Regions from separate parts of the Sus scrofa genome. Here region 1 is linked to region 2. Evidence: chromatin contacts called from public promoter capture Hi-C data. All regions are on one chromosome and are shown on one strand. Each heading gives the region's core, a stretch centred on a gene start, on an enhancer-like site or on the middle of the called end of the contact. The rest is flanking DNA. Distances are from core to core; before and after follow the strand shown.

What was found. Promoter capture Hi-C pulls out the DNA fragments that hold promoters and counts their contacts.
Region 1: a contact with region 2 is called in a promoter capture Hi-C map of liver, with 5 times the contacts expected there. The contact joins the promoter of ARL14EP here to the promoter of DNAJC24 in region 2. A contact is called at or near these places in 1 of 5 promoter capture datasets (liver) and 1 of 2 datasets of contacts at active chromatin or transcription factors (alveolar macrophages).

What each region holds. Positions count from the first base shown.
Region 1 is chr2:30,308,778-30,313,483 of Sscrofa11.1, reverse strand. ARL14EP (ARL14 effector protein) reads left to right here and starts at 1,901. Exons shown (of 4, transcript XM_021083230.1): 1 at 1,901-2,038.
Region 2 is chr2:29,362,387-29,367,404 of Sscrofa11.1, reverse strand. DNAJC24 (dnaJ homolog subfamily C member 24) reads left to right here and starts at 2,161. Exons shown (of 4, transcript XM_021085296.1): 1 at 2,161-2,305; 2 at 3,134-3,277. The coding sequence starts at 3,167. LOC100517025 reads right to left here and starts at 2,224. Exons shown (of 41, transcript XM_021085289.1): 1 at 2,097-2,224.

The DNA of each region.
Region 1 (4,706 bases), core at 652-3,151, 950 kb before region 2:
AAAATTGATGTCTGTTCATCAGGCTAATGAGTAAGTTCTGGTTGGGGCCAAGCACATTGGTCCTGTATAGAACCTACAGAGCAGGTGTGTATCATTGGTGCAAAGCACTTCCACCTGTAGGCCTTCTTTCTGTAACCTCTAGTCTTCACAAGCATATGAGCAGTGGAGAAGGCTGATGTGGCCAACAGGGCACATGAACACTGCATAACCCATGACTCAGCTGATGTTGCCCTTGCACTTGCCCCCCTCTTAGCTTAGGTGCATTAACTTACTCCCCAACTCTTTCCCCTTGCTTTTCAGGGGATATTTAAATTGATCCAGTAAGCCATGTTATTCAAGCATCTTAATTTGGTCTGGGAGCTCTGTAGTTCATTACCTCTAAGATAGACTTCCCAATAGTGTACCTGGAGGCCACCACTGCATCAAGCAGTTTTCCATAGGACAACTCAATTCAGGCATTAATCTCCTCCCAGAATGCCCCTGCTTTAGCACTTCTTCTTTTATCCTGTTCATATCCTTATGTTTCCAAGATGACATTTACCACACCACAGTGTGATTAACTATTTATTCCTCTGTCTCTAGCTAGTCTGTGAGCTCTTTGAAAGCAGGAATGTTTCATTCTTTTTCTCTTTTTTCTCTCCTTATAACTTAGCAAAGTGCCAACCACAAAGTAACTATTAAAAGAACTACAGAATGTCACCTCCTACAGGCACAGTTGAGGGGATTACCCATTGTTCTTGCCTTTCTCCCACTCCTCACTTCTAAAATTGGTGTAACTTAGCAAGTAGCAAAGCCCTGCTTGGTTGCAAAGCAGCATGGAGGTGCTAGGGAAGGACCATAGGTTCACTGCAAAAAACAACTTACAGTATGTATACATAGTATTGCTACCAAGCGTGGGTTTTGGTGAATCTTATTTCCCTGTTTCACATTTTTCGTTTGGCTGGCTAAAAAAAGCAATTAGGGGCAGGGGTGGGGTGGGGAGGTTGCCGGGTAGGGGTGGCCTGTAATATCTCCTCCTACCTAGACTTGAAGCTGGTTGAAGGCTGAGGCCCACCAGGCTAATGATCTAGGGTTCTCAAAGATTCTAGATTGGTAAAATCTGCTTTAAAAATTAATGTGCTAATGCTATAAAACTGGGTTGTGATGAACGTTGTAAAATTATAAACATAATAAAATTCATTGAGTTAAAAAAAATCAATGTGCGTAGAGTTCCCATTCTTGCTCTGCTGAAACGAGCCAGACTAGTATCCATGAGGATGTGGGTTCAATCCCTGGCCTCACTCAGCGGCCTCAGATCTGGTCATTGCTGTGGCTGTGGCGTAGGCCAGCAACTTAGACCCCTACCTGTGGCCCTAACAACAACAAAAATTAATGTGCTCCTAAATTAGGACAGTAGGAATACAGGAACGATAGTGTTGTGGGTTTTTTTTTTTTTTTTTTTCCCCTCAGAAAATTTGCAAGCATCATCCCGGTGTCTATACTTTTCTCAAAGGAATAAACAAAGCTTTTTTTTTTTTTTTTTTTTTAGTTTATAATAAGGGAGATGCATTTTTGAAATATATTTAGCTTGACTGAAAAAAATCAAAGAAAACGTGGGCCCTTTAAAGGTCTTGAAGTCCTTTTAACTCATTTACTATTTCAGGGATTCGGAGGGTTGGGAAGCAAAAATATGGCATTACGCACAGGCGTAGAGATTCGCGAACAAATTACATCTTAGCCGAATATGTATCTTGTAAAAGGTGGTCCCAGACACCTCCCAACTACAAAACGTCTGAGAACGGTGAGCAAAATGTCGTCACCCTCTGAAGTAACTATTGCCTCACCTTGAATCACTCGCCAATCCACGTCGTCCCGCCCCTTCCGCCCCGGAGGCGGCCAGACTCGGTTCCTCTCTAGGCTTCTCCCGGGCTTCTCTTTATGGTAGCGCTGGGCCTCTCTAGCCCCGCTCGCCGTCCTCTCGATGGTAGCGCCGGGACAAACTGAAAAGCCGGCGGCCAAGGCAGCTCTGAACCCCAGTGGAGGAGAGTTCACGCTAGAGGTAGGAAAGGGCTTGGGGTGGCTCTGGAGAGGATCAGGGGCGTGGAGAAGGATCCCTGGGTGGGAGGGGGACCACGGGCCGGGAGGAGAGGGAGGAAGAGGAGTCCGATGCGTGAGGTGGATTTTCAGCGGCTCGCTGGGGCCTCCGGCAGCCTGCCACCCTGCAGAGACTCCCTCTTCTCCCAGTTCCTCTGTGGCCCCTGGTGTCAAGGCCCAGCACGGTTTCTGCTGCACCTGTCGACCCCACGAGGTGTCGACTGTCTTCGGGAGACCCAGAGCCCTCCAAACTTTGACTTTGGCTTGTCATGGTCACTTGAGAGTTTTGGTGGCCTAGAACCCCGTCCTCAGCTCGTAATCTCTGTTCTTTGTTTTTTATTTTTCAAATCGGAACCCTCCCAGCCGTAGCTGTTTGGTTGAGGCTGAGGCTGGATGCTGAATGGTTGGGGTTTTTTTGTTTTTTTTTTCCGTCCTGGTAGCATGAACGTAGTAGGTGCTCATATGACGTGTTTCTGATGGCTTGAAACTTTATGATATGGCCCTGAAATAGGGACGTTATGCTTGTGACTACAGGGTTGAGGTGGGAATAATTGCAGGTCTCTGGACACCTAGTCCCATGTTGATTTGGGGAGATTCAGGCTTCTTGGTGTGAGATTCTGGCAGTTAAGGAGCATGTATTCATTGGAAAGGTGTTAAGCACCTACAAAGCCCCAGTAGTGTGCTATTTAGAGAAACTGCTGCTGTGAACAGGACCCACGTGATTCCTTGCCCCCTAACGGAGTTTAACATACAATAAAAAAAAAAATCTAACAAGAAGGAAGAAAGCCTCTGATGAGTGCTAAAAAAAAAAAAGGGAAGTCCCGGAAGTTACTCTTTTGCCTTGGGTGATAAAAAATAACACCATATAGCTCCTGTCTTCCAACAGCTGAGAATAGAATAAAAGTTTCAAACTTTTACAAGATTAAGAAGGACCTATAAGAATAACTTGGGGAAGGCACAGCAGAAAGATGAAGACGTTGGCACTTTCCTGAAGGACAAGTTAGCATTGCCTGGCACAAAGAGCCAAAGGCTTTCCCAGCAAAGAGGACTGTTTAAAGACAAAATGTAAAGAACTTTGCCGGTAGTGTAGTTTGACCTGGAGTGTGTGACATTTGAACAAGTCATGAGAAGCTCAAGAGTTCAGACTTTGTTTTCTAGGAAGAGGTGAAAGTGTTTTCAGCAGTCACTTAACCAACATCTGTAGTGTTAAATACTGTTTGACAATTTTGACCATATTCAGAAGTAAGGTAGAGAAATGAGAGCTGTGCTCATTCCTCTTGGTCTGGAAACAGTCTCTTAGTTAATTCTTTTCCGTTTGACCTTTAATTTACAGACCATAGGAATGGAGACAAATTACAAACGGAGTTTGGAGACCTGAAGGGTTTGTTGAATTGTTCCAAATATGAAGAACCGTAGGCAGTATGTGGATGGGTCTTATTTTTTTATTCATACATCCACCTTATCTGTGTCTTTTGATTTGGAGCACTTAGTCTATTCTATTTACATATGTACTTACTGCCATTACGTTGATTGTTTCCGGTTGTTTTTATAGTTCTCTTCTTCTCTCCCCTTGTGGTTTGATGGGGTTTTGTTTGTTTGTTTGTTTGTTTTCAGTGCTACAGCTTCTTTTTACTTTTGTGTATCTTTTGTAGGTTTTTGGTTTGTGGTTACCATGAAGTTCCTATATATAGATCTCTAAATATATATATATCAGTTTATGTTAAGCTGATCCTTGCTTAAGTTTGAATGCTATAAAAGCACTGGGAGTTCCCGTCGTGGCACAGTGGTTGGTGAATCCGACTAAGAACCATGAGGGTGCGGGTTCGGTCCCTGCCCTTGCTCAGTGGGTTAACGATCCGGCGTTGCCGTGAGCTGTGGTGTAGGTTGCAGACGCGGCTCGGATCCCGCGTTGCTGTGGCTCTGGCGTAGGCCGGTGGCTACAGCTCCGATTCGACCCCTAGCCTGGGAACCTCCATATGACGCGGGAGCGGCACAAAGAAATAGCAAAAAGACAAAAAAAAATAATAATAAAATAAATAAAAGCACTGCATTTTTACTCTACCCCTCCCCCATGTTTTATGATTTTGGCATATATTTTACATCTTTTTCTTTTGTGAATTTCTTAATTCTTGATTATAGTTGATTTTACTACCTTTTGTTTTTTAACTTTCATACTTGTTTTAAGTGGCTGATTCACTGCTTTTACTATATATTTGTCTTCACTAGAGAAGTGTTTTTCTTTCACATATTTTTATTTCTGGTTATGGCCTTTTCTACTCTGCTTAAAGAAGATCCTTTAACATTTCTGGTTGGTTTAGTGGTGATGAACTTACTTAGTTTTTGCTTGTCTGGGGAACTTTATCTCTCCTTCAGTTTCCTATTGATAACTTTTCTGGGTAGAGTAATCTTGGTTGCAGTTTTGTTTGTTTGTTTTGTCTTTCTTTAGGGCCTCACCCGCAGCACGAGGTTCCCAGGCTAGGGGTCGAATTGGAGCTGTAGCCGCCGGCCTATGCCACAGCCACAGCAATGCCAGATCCAAGCCGCTTCTGTGACCTACTCCACAGCTCATGCCAACGCCGGATCCTCAACCCACTGAGTGAGGCCAGGGATTGAACTCACAACCACTTGGTTCC
Region 2 (5,018 bases), core at 912-3,411:
CTTTTGAAGACTTAGTATGAAAAAAGAATGTAAAATATCTCTTTAATTATTTTATATCAATTACATTTTGAAATAATCATACTGGGTTAAATAAATGTATTATTAAAATTCATTTCATCTGTCTCTTTTTACTTCCTAACATGGCTAATGGGAAATTTAAAATCACACGTGGTTTGCATTTGTGGCTTACATAGTATTTCTATTGGACTGTACTGCCCTAGAATCTGAAAAAAAAAATGAAGGAAAGTTAATGAGAAAGTATTCACGTAAAAAATGTTTAAAGAAGTTTATTCTAATATAAATAAACAGATAAATTCAGGTTGTAAGACAACTGATCTGTGTTTCAATAATCTAATGGCAGGGAAAAACAAAACCATAGTAGTGGAGAATTGGAACTGCTATAGTTCAAAAGATATTTAAGAGACAGAAAAACAAAATGAAATGTGTAGACTTTGGATTCTGAGTCAAGCAAACTAACCATAAAAAGACATTTCTGAGACAACTATGGAAATATAATAAGGACTAGATATTGAACAACATCAATGAATTACTGATCATTTTTGTGGAATAATGATATGATGGAGAGGAAAGAAAAAGTTGCAAAAATATGCTTTGGGATGCAAACCAAAGTATGTTGATATGAAGTGACAAAACACTTGGGATCTTCTGGGGACAAAAAAAAAGTAATTCTCTCTAATCCAAATAAATAAAAAATACAAGTATTAAAAAAGTAAATTGAGAAAACTAAGTTACTCTGATTAGGTTTTTAGAATTCTGTTCAAAAAAGGGAATAAAAGACATAACGTGATGCCTTAATAGAATTATAAATCAAAATAAGGTGCTCTTGCTGTAAAAATTGGATGACCTGAATCCAACGAAGAAGGAACCTGCAGTGGAAAAGGGAAGTTTAAGGGCTAGAAAAATTCAAGAGGTACCATTCTGACAGCACTGTATAAGAAGGTTTTCAGAATAACAGTTCTGTCATTTTAGGTATCCTTAGGGCCACAAAGAAGTTATGCTGGAACCAGGACTGAACACCAGATTCTCTGACTTAGTTTAACGCTGTCTGCTTTTAAATATCCTATGTTTAAAACCCAATGGAGAACCTAATTTAAACTTTTCCCTTGAGATTTTTACACTTTCCTATATCACTCAGTTTTTCTTTTATAGTTTCTAACATCATTCAATAACTGACCATATCAAAATATCTTATTTATGTACTTAGGGTTTGTCTTCGCAGCTTCTCAAAATGAGATTTGGTAGAAGAAAGATAAAAAAGATAAAGGAAAGCAAATCTAAGCAGTAACAAAACTACCTCAACATCTCCAAGTGAAAATTATATCATGCTGCCAAGCAATAAAATGCATTTTTTTTCACCTCCAGGCACAATGCAAACAAGGTTGGTCAATACTGGGTAAGCGGAACAGAGATTTGATAATAAAAGGGAACAACAGAACGAATGAACCAAGAGAGAAGTAAAAAGTAACAACAGCAACCAAAAAACTTAACAGTGCCCATTGGAGTGCCCAGCAACTGCCTCAAAAAGAGAGTATTATTCTGCTTTTTCCGTAAGCTTTAAAGATAGCATAGCTGCCCTGGCAATAGGTAGACTTGCTGAGTGTGAAAGGACTTTTAAAATTTCTCATTTTTTAAGTCGGTTGCTAAGATCCAAAAAAACAATAATAATTACGTTGAACATCTTTTCCAGAAGAAAAAAAATACTGAAACTGAATAAGAAAAACGTTGCTCAGCATAGGTTTTAGCTCCCTTCATTTTGGAATGAGAACATTAGAAGGCACGTGTGGGGACAAAGGCGAGTCAGAGCTCCTCAGCGTTCTCTTCATCCCCACCCCCCCACCCCAGCATCCCCACCCCCACCCCATCCCATCCCCAGCCACGGTACTACGTTCGCCAACCACAAAAGGACTGGGAGCAGCGCTGGGTAGGGTAAGCGGAGGAAGCTTTGGGGAAGGCGGCGAAAGCCTGGTGGCGGGGGGTGCTCTCTGAGGAAGAGGAGAGAAGCGACAGTCGGGAAGCCAGGACAGGAGTGAGTTAGAAAAAAGAAGAATGCCTTTTTCCACAGCTCCGGCACTTACTGATGACAAACGCCCTGGAAAATGCCACTGGGTTACCATAGCGACCGCGTCCAGAGGGCGGAGCGGCGCTTCCGATCGGAGCCTCAGCCTGGGCGGCTCGACTAGAAACGTGATCACGTCAGGGCAGTGACTTCCGGCGGAAGCAGAAGCCGGTTCCGTGGTTAGACAGACAGCCGTAGCAGTGGGCTTTAATGGCTCTGCTAAGTTTGGTAAGTTTGCTAAGAGGCGAATCCAGGGTAGGGTGCTGACCTGTGGAGGCCGAGGATTTCCGAGTCCCAATTTTAGGAAACCCCGGATGTCTCGTTGAACTCATTGCTGCGGGAAGAGGTTGCCTGGTTCTGGGGCTTCTGGCGGGCTGTGTTTCGGGAAGCAAGCTGGAGGGCTGCGGTATCCTTCAGTGAACAGCTTCAGGCGCTCTTTGCGTGGTCTGAGCGCGTCTCCTCTGCCCAAGGGACTGTTGCTCTCTACCTGCCGCTGCTGACGAGCTGTTTCACCTGTTATTCTTTTAAGGTAATCTGGAAGAAAAGAGGTGAACTGGAAAAATTAGGAGGGAATGCTCCCAGATTCATGTTAATTCTTTGGTGTTTTGTTTTGCTTTTAGGAAATATTTACTCATTTTGTAAACATTAATTAAACTCTAGTGTGTTTGCTGAGCACTTACTGTGTGTCGCTTTTACCAAGAAACTAGCGGAAATACTAGCAGTCATCTAGCAGTCATCCACTGCTCCGGATCATTATCGAATTTTTTTTTTCTTTCTCTCTCTCTCTTTTTTTTTTTTTTTTTTTTTTTTTGCTTTTGTATATTCATTAATTTAAGATATAAGCGTATATCATGAAACATCTAATAGGTTTTCCACACTTGTCTGTATACTTACCCATGGAATTCTTAGCACGTTTTAAAATTAAAAGATACGCTTCTTCAGGTTTGCACTGTAATCATGATTTACTCAAATATGGAAGAACTTAGAAAAACGGTTCCTTGTTATTTCTTAGATACACGCAAATCGTAATGAATTGTCATCAATTTTTCTATTCAGCTGATCTGAGAAGGCTCATTTCTTGTTGGATGGATGATGGCATTTGAGCAGATACCAAGAAAGGATTGGTACAGCATTCTAGGGGCAGACCCATCTGCAAGTGTGTCAGACCTAAAACAAAAGTATCAAAAACTCATATTAATGGTAAGTCGTTTTCTTTCAGATTCTAAATCATTGGGGGCCGGGGGATCAGTTTTTTTAGGTGACCAGAAATTTAGGTTTCCATAAAATGAATAAATGATATCAAAGCAGGAATCAGAGGGAGTTCCTGTTGTGGCTCAGGGGTAAGCAATCCGACTAGTATTCATGAGGATGCCCTTTCAATCCCTGGCCTCTCACAGTGGGTTAAGGATCCGTCGTTGTGAGCAGTGGTGTAGGTCAAAGATGCTGCTCAGATCTGGCATTGCTGTGGCTGTAGTGTAGGCCGGCCTCTGCAACTCTAATTTGACCCCTAGCCTGGGAATTTTCCATATGCCACTAAGTGTGCTCTAAAAAGAAAAAAGCAAAAACAAAAACAAAAAAAGATTGATCAGAGTATCAATTTGATTAGTTGAAACTTTCAGTGAAAGAAAAAAAGTTGATTTGAGATGGGCTAGCATGATGGTTTGGACCAGATCTGAGTCATGCTGATTGAGTCATCCTGATTCCACCACTAACTTCCTTGAGAAATTGGACAAGTTATTTTCTCCTGTATGTTCCTCAAGAAGGATTAAATGAAATAATCTTTGTAAAATTCCTTGAAATGTGCCATGTAATAGTCAACATTAGTATCCCATAGACCCTAGCTAACAGTGGCTATTAACGCACTTGAAACTTGGCTAGTCCAGAATGAGATGCACTGTTAGTGTAAAACACACATTGGAATTTGAAGACTTAGTACCAAAAAATAATATATAATAATCAAAAATTTTTATGTTGATTCAATATTGAAATGATAATATTCTGGATATGTTATTTTGGATATATATTTCAGAATATATTACATTTTGCTTATTTTATATATATTATTTGCATATTTTTACAAATACAATAAGTATTATCAAAATTGATTTCATCTGCTTTCTATTTTAATGTTGCATATGTGGCTTGCATTTATAGTTTGCATTGTATTTTTATTGAAAAATACTGATTTAGGTCAAACACTCTTCACCTGACTCCATTCTTTTGTGAAATGAGTTGTGATATTTATAAATAGATAATATCTTTCCCAACTATCATATTAATTTTTTTCAATCTATATTCTGAGATTTCTTAAGCAATGTCAGTAACTATAATGGTGTCTGGTTAACTCAGTTTATGAAAAAAGTAGAAGAGTATTACTTATATAACATCAGTTCTTTCTCTAGTTTTTATCAAATCTATGAGATTTTGTCATAGCTTACTATTTATTGTGAGAGACACTGTTTAAATGTTATTATCCCTGCTTTAGGTAGTAGTTGAGCTAAATGATGTTAAAGTTTCTTTTGTTTCAAAATGTTTAAGATTTCTGTCACTAAAATCAAGTAGACTTTTGAAAAATTTCTTCATCCTTGTGCCTTATTTAACATGGATATGAGGCTGGAGAGGTAGGTCTAGATCATGTGGGCAGGGCCTTGTAGCCATGTTGGCATTCTTTCGACAAGAAGAAGCCCTTTGCACTTAATGTGGTAACATCTGTCAAACATCAGACAAAATGAATGAACCATTTTGCATACCCTCTAGTAATGTATCAGAGAGTTCTAGTTGCTCTACATCTTCACCAACATTTGATGCTATTACTCTCTTTCAATTAATCTGTTAAGGGTTTTTCAGTTTTGCCATCACTGACGTTTGGGGCAGGATAATTCTTTACGTGGGGCTGTCCTGTTGATTGTATGATGTTTAGCAGCATGCTAGATGCTAGTAA